Linked DNA regions of Mus musculus: region 2 is linked to region 1. The links are chromatin contacts, called in public Hi-C maps. All regions are on one chromosome and are shown on one strand. Each heading gives the region's core, a stretch centred on a gene start, on an enhancer-like site or on the middle of the called end of the contact. The rest is flanking DNA. Distances are from core to core; before and after follow the strand shown. Region 1 overlaps Shisa9 (shisa family member 9). Region 2 has its middle 91 kb from the start of 4930414F18Rik.

Region 1 (5,736 bases), core at 1,791-4,290:
TTGCCCCCCACCCCCACAGTGTTCTCTCTTATACAGTGGTCCCCTTCTCCTAAGCCCATCTTCCAACATTCAGCTAACTTGGTTTCCTTGGAAGCTGCCAAAAGGAGGAAGTGCTAAGGAACAGGACTCCCAGCAACCTGGGTGACATCAGGCTACACCAAGCTTTGCTACCCAACTGCAGTCTGTGGACCATCTTCATCATGGGTGGAGACTTGTCAGAGATGCATATTTCCATCCTACCCCAATCCTAAATCCCAGAATACGAATTTTAATAATGACAGGATTCATTTTGGGAAGAGCTATGTCCTGGGATCTCCTCCCAGTCCCTGATAGTGACAGACAGGCTGACAAGTCAGGTGCACTCATGATCATGGATGAGACTGCCCAGGTAGGTAAGTAATATAAGTTGTCACTGGACTCTAGTCTCAACCTGCCTTCATTATATCCCCAAATGATCCCTTTTCATTTTACCACGTCCTCAATCTGAAATAGTCTCTCAAACTCTGACTCACATTTTTCCCTAAGGGAGAGCTAGCATACTTGGGTTGCTTTATTTCTGATTATTACTTACTTGACTTGCATGCATATTTTATTTTTTATATTATTGTTAACATGAAGAGGAAGCCCTATAAAAGAGCCAGTCTGAAATGGGATGCACTCCCTTCCCCTTTCAGTGAATCTCATCCTCTCTCCCTTTGGTGGCACAACAGCAAGCTTGCCTGCTTCTTGTGGTCACATGACCATAAAGCTTCTGCCTCTGTAGCCTACTTGTTTTGCTGGCATCTTTATATATCTCACCCACCCAGACATATCACCTCAAATCCCCTCAATTAGTAACTGTTGCTACTGTTTTTATATAAAGCACATCTCCAAATTTACATGGCTGCATAATTAAACCTTTACAAACAGTTGAACCAAATGCATTTTAGATGCTTATAAACTCACCAGAAGCATTTCTCTCATTCAGAAAAACAGATCCTGCATACCAGCACATACCACTTGAAGCCCATCCGATATGACAAGAGAAGGGTGTGACTAAGCTGGCACTTAGTAGGTCTCCACATGACAATCTTCTTTAGCAAATAAACATATAGGACCTGTTTTAAAATCATTGTTTCCTGGTGGCTTCTGGAACATAGTAGAGTTCAATTGGGTTTTGAATGAATAAATGCACAGAAATAGTTATCAGTTCTGTGGATGTTGTTTTCTGGATCAGTGTGACTCCCTAGACTAAACAGTAAAAGAAGAAAGATTAGGAAGAAAACAAAACAGGACTATGATTTCATGCATATCATCATGCTAGCTTCAACAATAGAAGCCTGAAAATACCCACAGCTTTCCAGAAGAAATACCCCACTCACTGGAAACAAATTCTGCCTGAGCTTTTTATTCCAGACTCACCTTCTGTCCCCTGCCAATAAATCTACTGTCCTCTGTGTGAGCTGAGAGGGCCTGCCCATACATGTACATCTCTAATCTTGGTGGCTTTCTCTGCTTTTTGTTCCATTCACTGTTGTGTCTGACTAATAGGTCCGATGGACTACCAAGGGCAGAGTCCACCTGTGGATAAATGGAGCCAATACAGGGTCAGATTTATACTAGTCCCTGTGTGACAGGACATGCTAGAGTACCAGATTTCAGGAGGCCAGCAGATGCTAGAACTAGAAGTGTACTTTCAGTGTACCTTGTCACTGAAAATATTGGACGTCAACCATTTTCAACTACTGGGTTACTCCAGTCAAAAAAGTGCAAAGGCCTAGAAAAAATTTCAGCCCTATCATGGAACACTATGTTTATTCTGAAGTCTTTGGGAGGATGGAAAACCAGTTTGAAGGATTAATTAAGATTTCGTCAGGAGAAAAAAGAATGCATGTCTTGGTAGATACAGTAATCTCAAAGTCATCTTTGTCCTGACTATTACTGTGGGACTACAAGCAGGTTGTGTTACACAGCAAGGAAGAATCAAAGTTGCAGAGAAAATGAAGACTGCAGACTAACCCAGTTTAAATAAGGAGATTAACCTGGGTTATAACGATAGGCCAATTGAATCACAAAGATCTTTTCTTTGTAGAAACAGATGGGAGGATATCCAAATGTTGACTGTCAAGATGGAAGGGAATCCCGAGTCAAGGAATATGGCAGCCTCTAGTGGCTGAAAAGGGTAAAGTAGGTTGACCCTCATCTCTAGAAAGGAACACAACTCCGTATTTATTCTATTTTCTTGTATTACATTATTTCACTTCTATGTGTTAGGCAAACTCCCTCCCCCTGAGATACTGCCTTAGCCTTCTTCACAGGCTCTCACTAAGTTACCTAGGCTGGGTTTTGAACTCACTTTATAGCCCAGGCTGTACTTAAACATGCCATCTTTCTGCCCAACCTTTGAAGGGCTAGCCTGTACCACCAGGCCCAGTTTTCTGTTTATTCCTTGATTTTAGCCTGGTGAGACCCAATTCGGATTTATGACCTGCAGAAGTGTCAAATAATCAATTGGTGTTATTTGAAGCCACTAAGTTGGTGGTTGTTGATTTTGTTATCAAAAGAAAATGAACGCATATCTTCATAAGGAAACACAGCACATGTCAGAAACAAACATTTGTCTGTTGGACCTTAATGGTTGCAATCCATTAAGGGCTGGAAAACCATAGCATTTCCTCAAATGGTAATTTGGAATAGATTCTGTAGGGACTGGTGGACAGCGTATGCCTCCTTAGGTCTTGGCTGTCTCAGTTACAGTGTGCAAAGTTAAGGTATCTGATGCCTTTTGTTCTAGAACTTAGAGGCAGCATGTCAATGCATGAATATCTAGAAGGGGGTGGAATCTCAGGAGCAAGCTTTGCAGAGATTCTTTAGATGTGGTAAATGTGCCTCAAAGTGCCAATTTCATCCCATTAGAAGCTACAGCAAGCAGAGAAATGTGGCTTTCTGGAAGGGCCCAAACCTGATGTTCCAGGACATCTGCCAGTCTTCTCTGGAGCATGGAAAAATATTGTACTTGGTGAGCCTTCGTTGTGACTACACTTCTGCTCTGGGGAGTGTGATACTTTTTTTTCTGCAATGTTTGGGAATGAAGCATCTCTGGGTATCGGTCTCTGCCCATCAGAAATCAGTGTTGTGATATAATTACATTTGTGAAGCAGATGGATTATTCATGAGCACGTGGCTGAAGCTCCTGTTGCAGTTAGAGGCAACAGATCTGAGGGTGGGGTAGGAGTGGGGGTGTGACTCAATGTGCCTTTCTGTTCCCAGATAACAGCCATCTAGCTCAGACCTCTGATGTTTTTCCAAGGATGTTGGCAGGGACATAAACCTGAGGCTTGGGGAAGAGAATTAATATTTATTAAGTATCTAGAATGTATTGAACTGTTTTTATAGTGGTCTATTTAATACTATTTTTGTAAACTATTACTTTTGTGTACATGTATGCATGCACACACACATGCAAATGCAGTAGGCCAAGTGACAACTTCGTAGAAGCAGTTCTTATCTTCCATCTCTTACATTGGTTCTGTGGATCAAACTCAGGTCACCAGGCTTATGGCAAATTCCTATAACCACTGACCCATCTCACCAGCCCGCATTTTACTATTTAAGACAAACCTGAGAAATATGTTATAAGATAGCTATGGCTATCTTATATGTAAAAGAAATAAGAGTTAGGGAATTTATGGGTATTTTTAGTGCTTTCCTCTAAAGGTTACTTTGGCCAGCTCATAGAATTTTGGAATGAATTTTTGTTTGTTGTTTCTTTTTTTTTAAATGTGTATTTGTGTGTGTAGTGTATCTGTTTGTGGTTGGGTTAGAGCACATGCTGTGTGAGTAGACAGGCATGGACATATGGAGCCCGTAAGTCAATATCAGCATCTCTCTCTCTCTCTCTGTCTTTCTTTTTCCTTTTCTTTTCAAGAGAGGATCTTTTGTAGAGTCAGAGCTACTGGTTATCTAGACTGTGCAGTGAGCTACAGATGTCTGTCTGCCTCCCATCCCCCACCTAGCACTAGGTCTACAAACACAGGTCAGGTCACCAGGCCTGGTGGCTTGATGTGAGCACAGGAGACTACAATCAGGTACTCATGCAGCAGGAGGCATGTCACTGACCGAAATTTCTCTCCAACCCCTATTTATTGTTTTAAAGGCATAGATCAGAATGAAACAGATTAGGGAAAAAGGAAATGGCAGTTGCTCTTATCACCTCTCATCTTGGGTCCAGCTTTGCTACTGTAGTATCAAAATAAAGTCAAGACAAACATGACACTAACAACATGCCTTAACTCTAAGGGAAGTAATTGTGATTTCCTCATTAGCTCAGGTAGACTGCCTTAGAGATGTCCTCTGCCCTTCCGATGGGTAGATAGATAAATAGATAGGTGATAGATAGGTGATAGATGATAGATAAATAGATGATAGATAGATAGATGATAGGTGACAGATGATAGCTAGCTAGCTAGCTAGATGATAAATAGATAATAGGTAGGTCATAGATGATAGATGGTAGATAGATGATAGATATATAGATGATAGATAAATGATAGATAGATAGATAGATAGATAGATAGATAGATAGATAGATAGATAGATAGATAAATAGATGATAGATAAGAGAGAGAGGGCAGGGGTCAGGATAGATAGCAAGACAAGGCTAAACTTTGCTGTTCAAGGGGCCATTTGGTCAGTTCCATTTGGTAAAGCGCATCTTGCTGGGTCTTTAGCTTTTTTACTTTTCTCCTTTCTTCCTCCCCGACCTCTTTTGTATCCCCTGCATAGTAACAAGAGGCTCCTTCTGCTTCATCTTTCTCTCTCCCAGAATGAGAGAATGTGCTTGGAAACAGTTGCCGAGGGAGCAATCTTGTTTTTGAAAAAGAAATGACAAAAAAAAAGAGGAAAAAAAAAGTATTTGTGGGGATGCCAAACCACAGTGAGCCTTGTTTAAGCAGTTGAGGTGGTGGGAATGTGTTTACACATCCAGGAAACACAGGCTGTGTGTCTGCGATTGCTTACATAGATAGTATTCTGAAAGGACTTTATGATCTATCTTCTAATTCATTGCTACTGCTTCTGGTCCAGGAGAGTCCTAGTGCTATTCATGAAGCTTGAGTTAAGCAGCAGAAAATGACAGCCAATTTGAGCCTGTGGTTTCCTCATAGAAATCCAGGCACAGCCACAATGCATTATTGGGCGTATCCACAACTGCTGGAAGGATTACATGGGTGATGTGTGTACCATGTTTTGGATAAGGCCAACCACATAGCAAGCTCCAAATAAGAACTCATTATTGACTCTGTGCACACACACATGTCCTCGTCATCCTGTAAGCACACATTGATGGAGCCCTCAATGTGTGCTTACTCAATCCTTACTCAATTGTGTACACCATGAACTTGGCACACCTATCAGTGTATGTTGACCCAAGGGGTCTATTTACATCCATCACTGCAAGTAGATGAGTCAGGCATACTCAAGGTACATGACCCTAAATTGCATACACATCAAAACATAAAGCAGAGAACTGCAACTGAGCATTTATACATACAATTTGCAAGGTTTCATTGGAAACATAGCTGAGGGCATTGAAATCATTGTGATAAGAAGCTCACTTATAAAATTGTTCATGTTTCATCTTTTGATGGTTCCCAAAGGTTCCCAAAGATTACTGTCACCACTTCTCACTGTCCTCTAGATTTCTCCTAGTGAGGGCCCTCCCATGCTCGGTGGTGACCATTCATCTCCTCTCCCAGT
Region 2 (5,736 bases), core at 1,818-4,317, 720 kb after region 1:
CCACACCTGTTTCACTGTGCAGATGAGTTCATGAACAACATGGTCACTCTGAAATGCTTCCCTGTCCCCACCAGTATCAGCTTGCTTGGTCCACGCATGTGGCTCAGTTTGTCTCCCCACATCAAGCTTGCAGAACTCTAGCCTAGGTGAAACTTCTCAGTTTGCCCAGGTAAGTAATATGGTCCATATTAAACAACCAGAAACTACAAATCCATGTTCCTGTGCCCAGGAAGTCAAAAGCTCATGGAGAACAGGCATGCTGTCATCTTTGGTCCCGTTGCCCACCAGAGTACCCAGCTAATAGGAGGTGCATAACACATTCCTGCTAAGTGAATGAATGCAGCCATGCTTTTAGAAACATAACCGTGGCACCCAACACCAGAGACGAAGTCTCTGGATGTAACAACAGAAATAAGTTACATGTCTTGCCTTGCTTGGTAGAAGCCAATAGGATGCAGGTGCCATTAGCACTCAGACAGATCTAAGTTGGCTTCTAGAAGAATGGAATGGTTTCTAAAACCATCCATCAGTGGCTTAGTCCTTTCTTCAAACTCAAGAGCAGCCCATTAGAATTTGCTGGTCACAAAGGTCACCACTCTTGATTATTCTCAAGTTGAATTTATTTCCAAATTCTGATAAAAGTTCAGGGGCCCTTTTGGCTAACAACTGTTCAGCACCTCTAAATTAATAGGCAGCATGCTATTTCATAGAGAGAAAAGGAGTCTGAAGTTAATGGGACATTACCTTTAATGTCATCTCACATTTGCACCGTATGTTGTCTGTTCTCAGCCAAGCCTTCCCTTTGGAGATCTCTCATCGTTCTTCAGCTCCAGTGTCACCTTTCCCTGGGGTCTTTCCTGGTCACGCTGTTATTATGTCCTCATGCAAGAAGTCCCCGAATCTTACCTATGCACATGTACATGCATGTGTATGCATGGTGCATGTAACTGTGCATGCATGTGGAAGATAGAGGATAAGGTTAGGTGCCCTGCCCTATCACTGTCTATTCTCTCACTAAACCTGGAGCTGAGGAGGGAATCGAGAGCTCCAGAACTCTTCCTAACTACATCACTCTCCCGTACAGTCCTGGGGGTTATCTGTGGCCACAGCCAGCTTTTTACATGGGCACTGAGAATTCAAACTCGAATCTTCATGCTTACACAATATGTGCTCCTACCTGCCAAGCATCTCCCAGCCCCATGTTTTAGTTTCCTGGCAATGTTCACCTGTGCCTGAAGTTGTGTGTTCAATTGATCACTTGTTTGTACTTTGCTCCTGCCCTCCTAACTGTTGAAATTCTCAAATGCTTCCTCCATGCTCAGACCTCCAGCAGGCACACTGTTGAAGCTATATAAATATTCATGGGAAGAATGAATGACCAGATGTCTTCCACAGTAGGCAGAGCTAGCTGACAAACACCTTCAGTGGTAAACAGTCTATTTCAACCCAGGGTTCTGTAATGGGAACTTCCAAGAGATCTCTCCTTCCTCGGTGGTAAGCACATACCACGCAACTCTGATCAATGATCATCAAAACTGGCATACGGAGGAGAGTTCAGCAGGGCTTACAGTTATGCTACACAGTATGTTGCGATCACTTTAAGGGGAACAGATACAAGGAAAGGAAGTGTTCATTGCCAGCAAAAAGGGGATATCCCAGTTTAGGGAAATGCTCTACCTTACAGTGTTTCTGGACAAAATGAAGCAAAGAACAAACGGGCGACAACAGGTATATGATGGAGATTCAGGCTCACATTCCTCCGTACTCTTTCTCTTCCTACTTTGAAAGACAGGCTTCTAGACTGAACCTTCAGCAGCTCAAAGGGTATACAGCACTGTGTATCTGATAAATCTCCACCCTCGGCCTTTGGGGAGAACAGAGGAGGTGTTTGGGGTAGATGGTGAAATGCCACATAGTCATCTTCGAAAATAGCAAGAACACAGATGGGTGCATATCAAATGTGCCTCAAGCACATGACTGGGCCACCTCCCTTCTCACCCAGCCAAACATCCATCTTTTAAAAGCTGCCAAATATAATTGTCCCCTGACAGCTTTCCACCTCCCGGCTGGGGAGAGAGGGTCTTGAAGGCCATCTGAATGTTGAGATACTTCTAGAAGGACCTTGGAATATCATGAGTTGTCTGCCTTTAAAAACAAACTGCTGTATAGAAGACCTCTATTTATCTGGGGAGGCCGTTAGAGATGGGTGATGAAATGGGGGTACACAAGAGAAGCATAAGGGAGCAGAGGCTGTTGGTCACAATGTCAGGTTAGAATAGATAAGGATGCTGCATGGAGAGCCTGGCACGAGGAAGAGAATGAGGAGGATGAAGTGTCGTCTCAGTCAGGGTTTCTATTCCTGCACAAACATCATGACCAAGAAGCAAGTCGGGGAGGAAAGGGTTTATTCAGCTTACATTTTTCCACATTGCTGCTGATCACCAAAGAAAGTCAAGACTGGAACTCAAACAAGTCAGAAAGCAGGAGCTGATGCAGAGGCCATGGAGGGATGTTCTTTACTGGCTTGCTTCCCCTGGCTTGCTCAGCCTGCTCTCTTATAGAACCCAAGACTACCAGCCCAGAGATGGTCCCACCCACAATGGGATCTTCCCCCTTGATCACTAACTGAGAAAATGCCTTACAGTTGGATCTCATGGAGGCATTTTCCCAACTGAAGCTCCTTTCTCTGTGATAACTCCAGCTTGTGTCAAGTTGACACACAAAACAAGCCAGTACAAGGGCAAAAGGAAGAAGAGGAAAAAGTGAAGAGGAGGGGGATTGAGGGGAGAAGGAAGGGTGTGTTGGTGGGTGCATATTGGGAGAGTGGAGCTAGAATACCATCTCCCCACTCCTTACCATAGAACTGAGAAGATATAAACTTTCTATTACCAGACCCCCACACTCTGCTCACAGCAAGATATTAATTCTTTCTAGCTCAGGTACTCATCGAAGCCCTTCCTGGATCATTTTCAAGCAGCACATTCTCAAAAGGCCCCGTCCTTTGTGAACAGCCTTCTAGGAACTCCGCCTGCCCCCCAAGCTAGGAGGAAAGAACTCTCCTTTGGGTAAATGCGTTGCCCACACAGAAGCAACACAGCCCCCAGCACTGAGATTCTACCAGGCTTTGTAATTAAATCCTCCCTTGAATCCAAAAGCACTTCAGGATTTTTCAAAACCTGGATCGTGGACAAAAAAAAAATCTAATTTTGGAAATCAAGAGGCAGACGCAGCCGAGCTTGCTTTGTGCATAAGCAACATCCACTTCGGAGGACAGGAGCTCTGTGACAGGAATCCTAGGAGAAGCGGGCTCCATCAATTATCTCCACTCCCACACAAATAGAACAAATACAGATTATAATAATTTTAAATCCCAGTTACTTATTCTCTTGATTTAAAAACAAAAGGCACTTACAAAGAAATGACTAAACAAGAATAGAAATACAAATTTTTAACTGAGATACCTCTTAGTATCTCTCTCACACACTCTCTCTCTTTCTCTCTCTCTCTCTTTCTGTGTGTGTGTGTGTGTGTGTGTGTGTGTGTGTAGGGCACATATGCACATGTCTGCATGTGTGTGGAAGCCATAGGTGATGTTATCATGCACACGCTTCCTTTTTTTTTTTTTTTTTTTTTAAACAAGGTCTCACTATGTAGCCCTGGTTGGCCTAGAACTTGCTGTATGGACCAGACTGTTCTCAATTCACACAGATCTGCCTGCCTCTGCCTCCTAAGAGCCGGGATTAAAGGCATGGGCCACAAAGCCCGATTGTCATTTTAGTTCTTGATCTAAGGTTTCTCACCAGCCTAGATCTCTCCCAGTAGTCTGACTGACCAGCAGCAGTAGAAATGCCTGTCCTTCCCATCCTACACTGGGAATGCACGCTCACACCATCCTACACTAGGAATGCACGCTCACACCATCCTACACTGGGAATGCACACTCACACCATCCTACATTGTAATGTACGCTCACACCATCCTACACTGGGAATGCACGCTCACACCATCCTACACTGGGAATGCCTGCTCACACCATCCTACACTGGGAATGCACGCTCACACCAACTGTGCCTGGCTCTGTTTTATGTGATTCTAGAGATGAACGCAGACCTTCAAGCTTATCAAGCAAGCCCTTTACTGACTGAACTATTGCCCCAGCCCTAACTTTTTCTCTTTATATTATCTTTTAGAACATTTTCCCAAACTTTACACAATAAGCAGATGTTTATTATTATAACTTTATCGACTGATTTTATCTTAAACTCCAGTTATTTGAACTATCTACATGTGAGTTACGTTATTAACAAATATTTATGAACCACCCACTGTAAGCTTTATCTGTGTTGGCCAACTATATAGTGTGAGCACTGCTGACCACCTTACAAATAAAGTTTTATTGGGATTCAGTCAGCTTGTTTGCTTATGTGATGGCTATTTCTGTACTAGAAGAACTATGTCATCACAACAGAGATACAGTGACCCACAACACTCTTGCCAGATATTTTCATTGGTCCCTGAGTTGTATGAAAGGCTCATCAAGTGACAGAAATAAGCAAACACAAGAATAGTGTGCATAGCTCAGGGGGTGCATCTTTGGGGTTCCATACTTCTAACACAACTGTGCTGCCGAAGTTGTAGGAAATATAAGATCACTTATTGTATTCATGGTTTGGTTCTCTGCCTAGAATAGGGTTCTTGATGTTCCAAGGAATGTAAAGCCCCACGTCTAGCTGGTACCTTTTCCCCAGCCCCCAGCACTTCACATGTGGTCAGGCACTCAGAGAGCTCTGGCACCAAGCATGGCTATATTCCAATAAAGCTTTAACTATAAAATGGGGCCATGACTCCGACTGTATTCTCAAGGCTATTCAAATCAGTTACCTTTCCTTGCCTTTAAGAATCTAGCATCTCTGGGTGACTTGGTGCTTAAGAGTTCTGACTGCTCTTCCAGAGGTCCTGAGTTCAATTCCCAGAAACTACATGGTGGCTCACAACCATCTGTAATGGGATCTGGTGCCCTCTTCTGGTGTGTCTGAGACAGTGATAGTGTACTCATATACATAAAATAAATAATTCTTTTTTAAAAAATGGATCCAGCATCTCTTACATAAAGCCAATAAAAACTACAGATCTGAGAATTTAATATACTTCTCTGCATTTACCTGAAATAGCTAATTTTGGACCGTTTGAAACTGGGAGTTCAGATATGTGCCACCAAAGGCCCATAATTCCTTCCTAAACTCAAGCATCATCTAGTTTCACGACAGAGAATGACTAGTAAGAATTTCATAACAAACATATCAAAGGCCCAAGAAATCTTAGGGAGATTTGCTGTTCTGTTCTGCAATAGGAATGTACTTAGGTGTCCTGTTAAAGGAATCGAGCAATGGGTTGGTCTCCAAGTTAACCTGATAGGCAAAAGGAAACATAGCAGAAAGAGGTGGGAGAGAGTCAGAGCCCCAAGCCTCCCAGGCAGAGAGAGGTCTACGTGTAAATGTTCTAATTGGGGATCTGGAGTTTGTTCCACATTCAACAGGATCCTTCCACATCTGTCTCTCCTTATTCAATTAAGAAGATGGTAGAAGCCTTCAATTTTCTTGATGATTTGAAATAAAAATAAATGATCAGGTAGGGTGCTTTTTTAAAACACACTCCTAAAAGAAACTTCTGCTAAATTTAATCACAAGACTTCTGGAAAACAGTCTTTGTCTCCCAGAAGTGATTGTCAGTTCAGAT

The links. A called contact is a pair of places that touch in the nucleus more often than the background predicts.
Region 2: a contact with region 1 is called in a Hi-C map of cortical neurons, with 2.0 times the contacts expected there. The contact joins two enhancer-like sites. A contact is called at or near these places in 2 of 484 Hi-C or Micro-C datasets (cerebral cortex and cortical neurons).

The regions. Positions count from the first base shown.
Region 1 is chr16:12,199,266-12,205,001 of GRCm38.p6, forward strand. The region is part of intron 2 of Shisa9 (shisa family member 9); the gene reads left to right. Among named protein-coding and RNA genes, the nearest start is that of Shisa9, 220 kb to the left of the region's middle. Within about 2 kb of position 3,041, at least 7 of the 459 cell types and tissues checked have an H3K27ac peak or open chromatin away from gene starts, as enhancers often do. A contact at or near this core is called in cortical neurons, where this site is marked.
Region 2 is chr16:12,922,989-12,928,724 of GRCm38.p6, forward strand. No RefSeq gene overlaps it. Among named protein-coding and RNA genes, the nearest start is that of 4930414F18Rik, 91 kb to the left of the region's middle. Within about 2 kb of position 3,068, at least 4 of the 459 cell types and tissues checked have an H3K27ac peak or open chromatin away from gene starts, as enhancers often do. A contact at or near this core is called in cortical neurons, where this site is marked.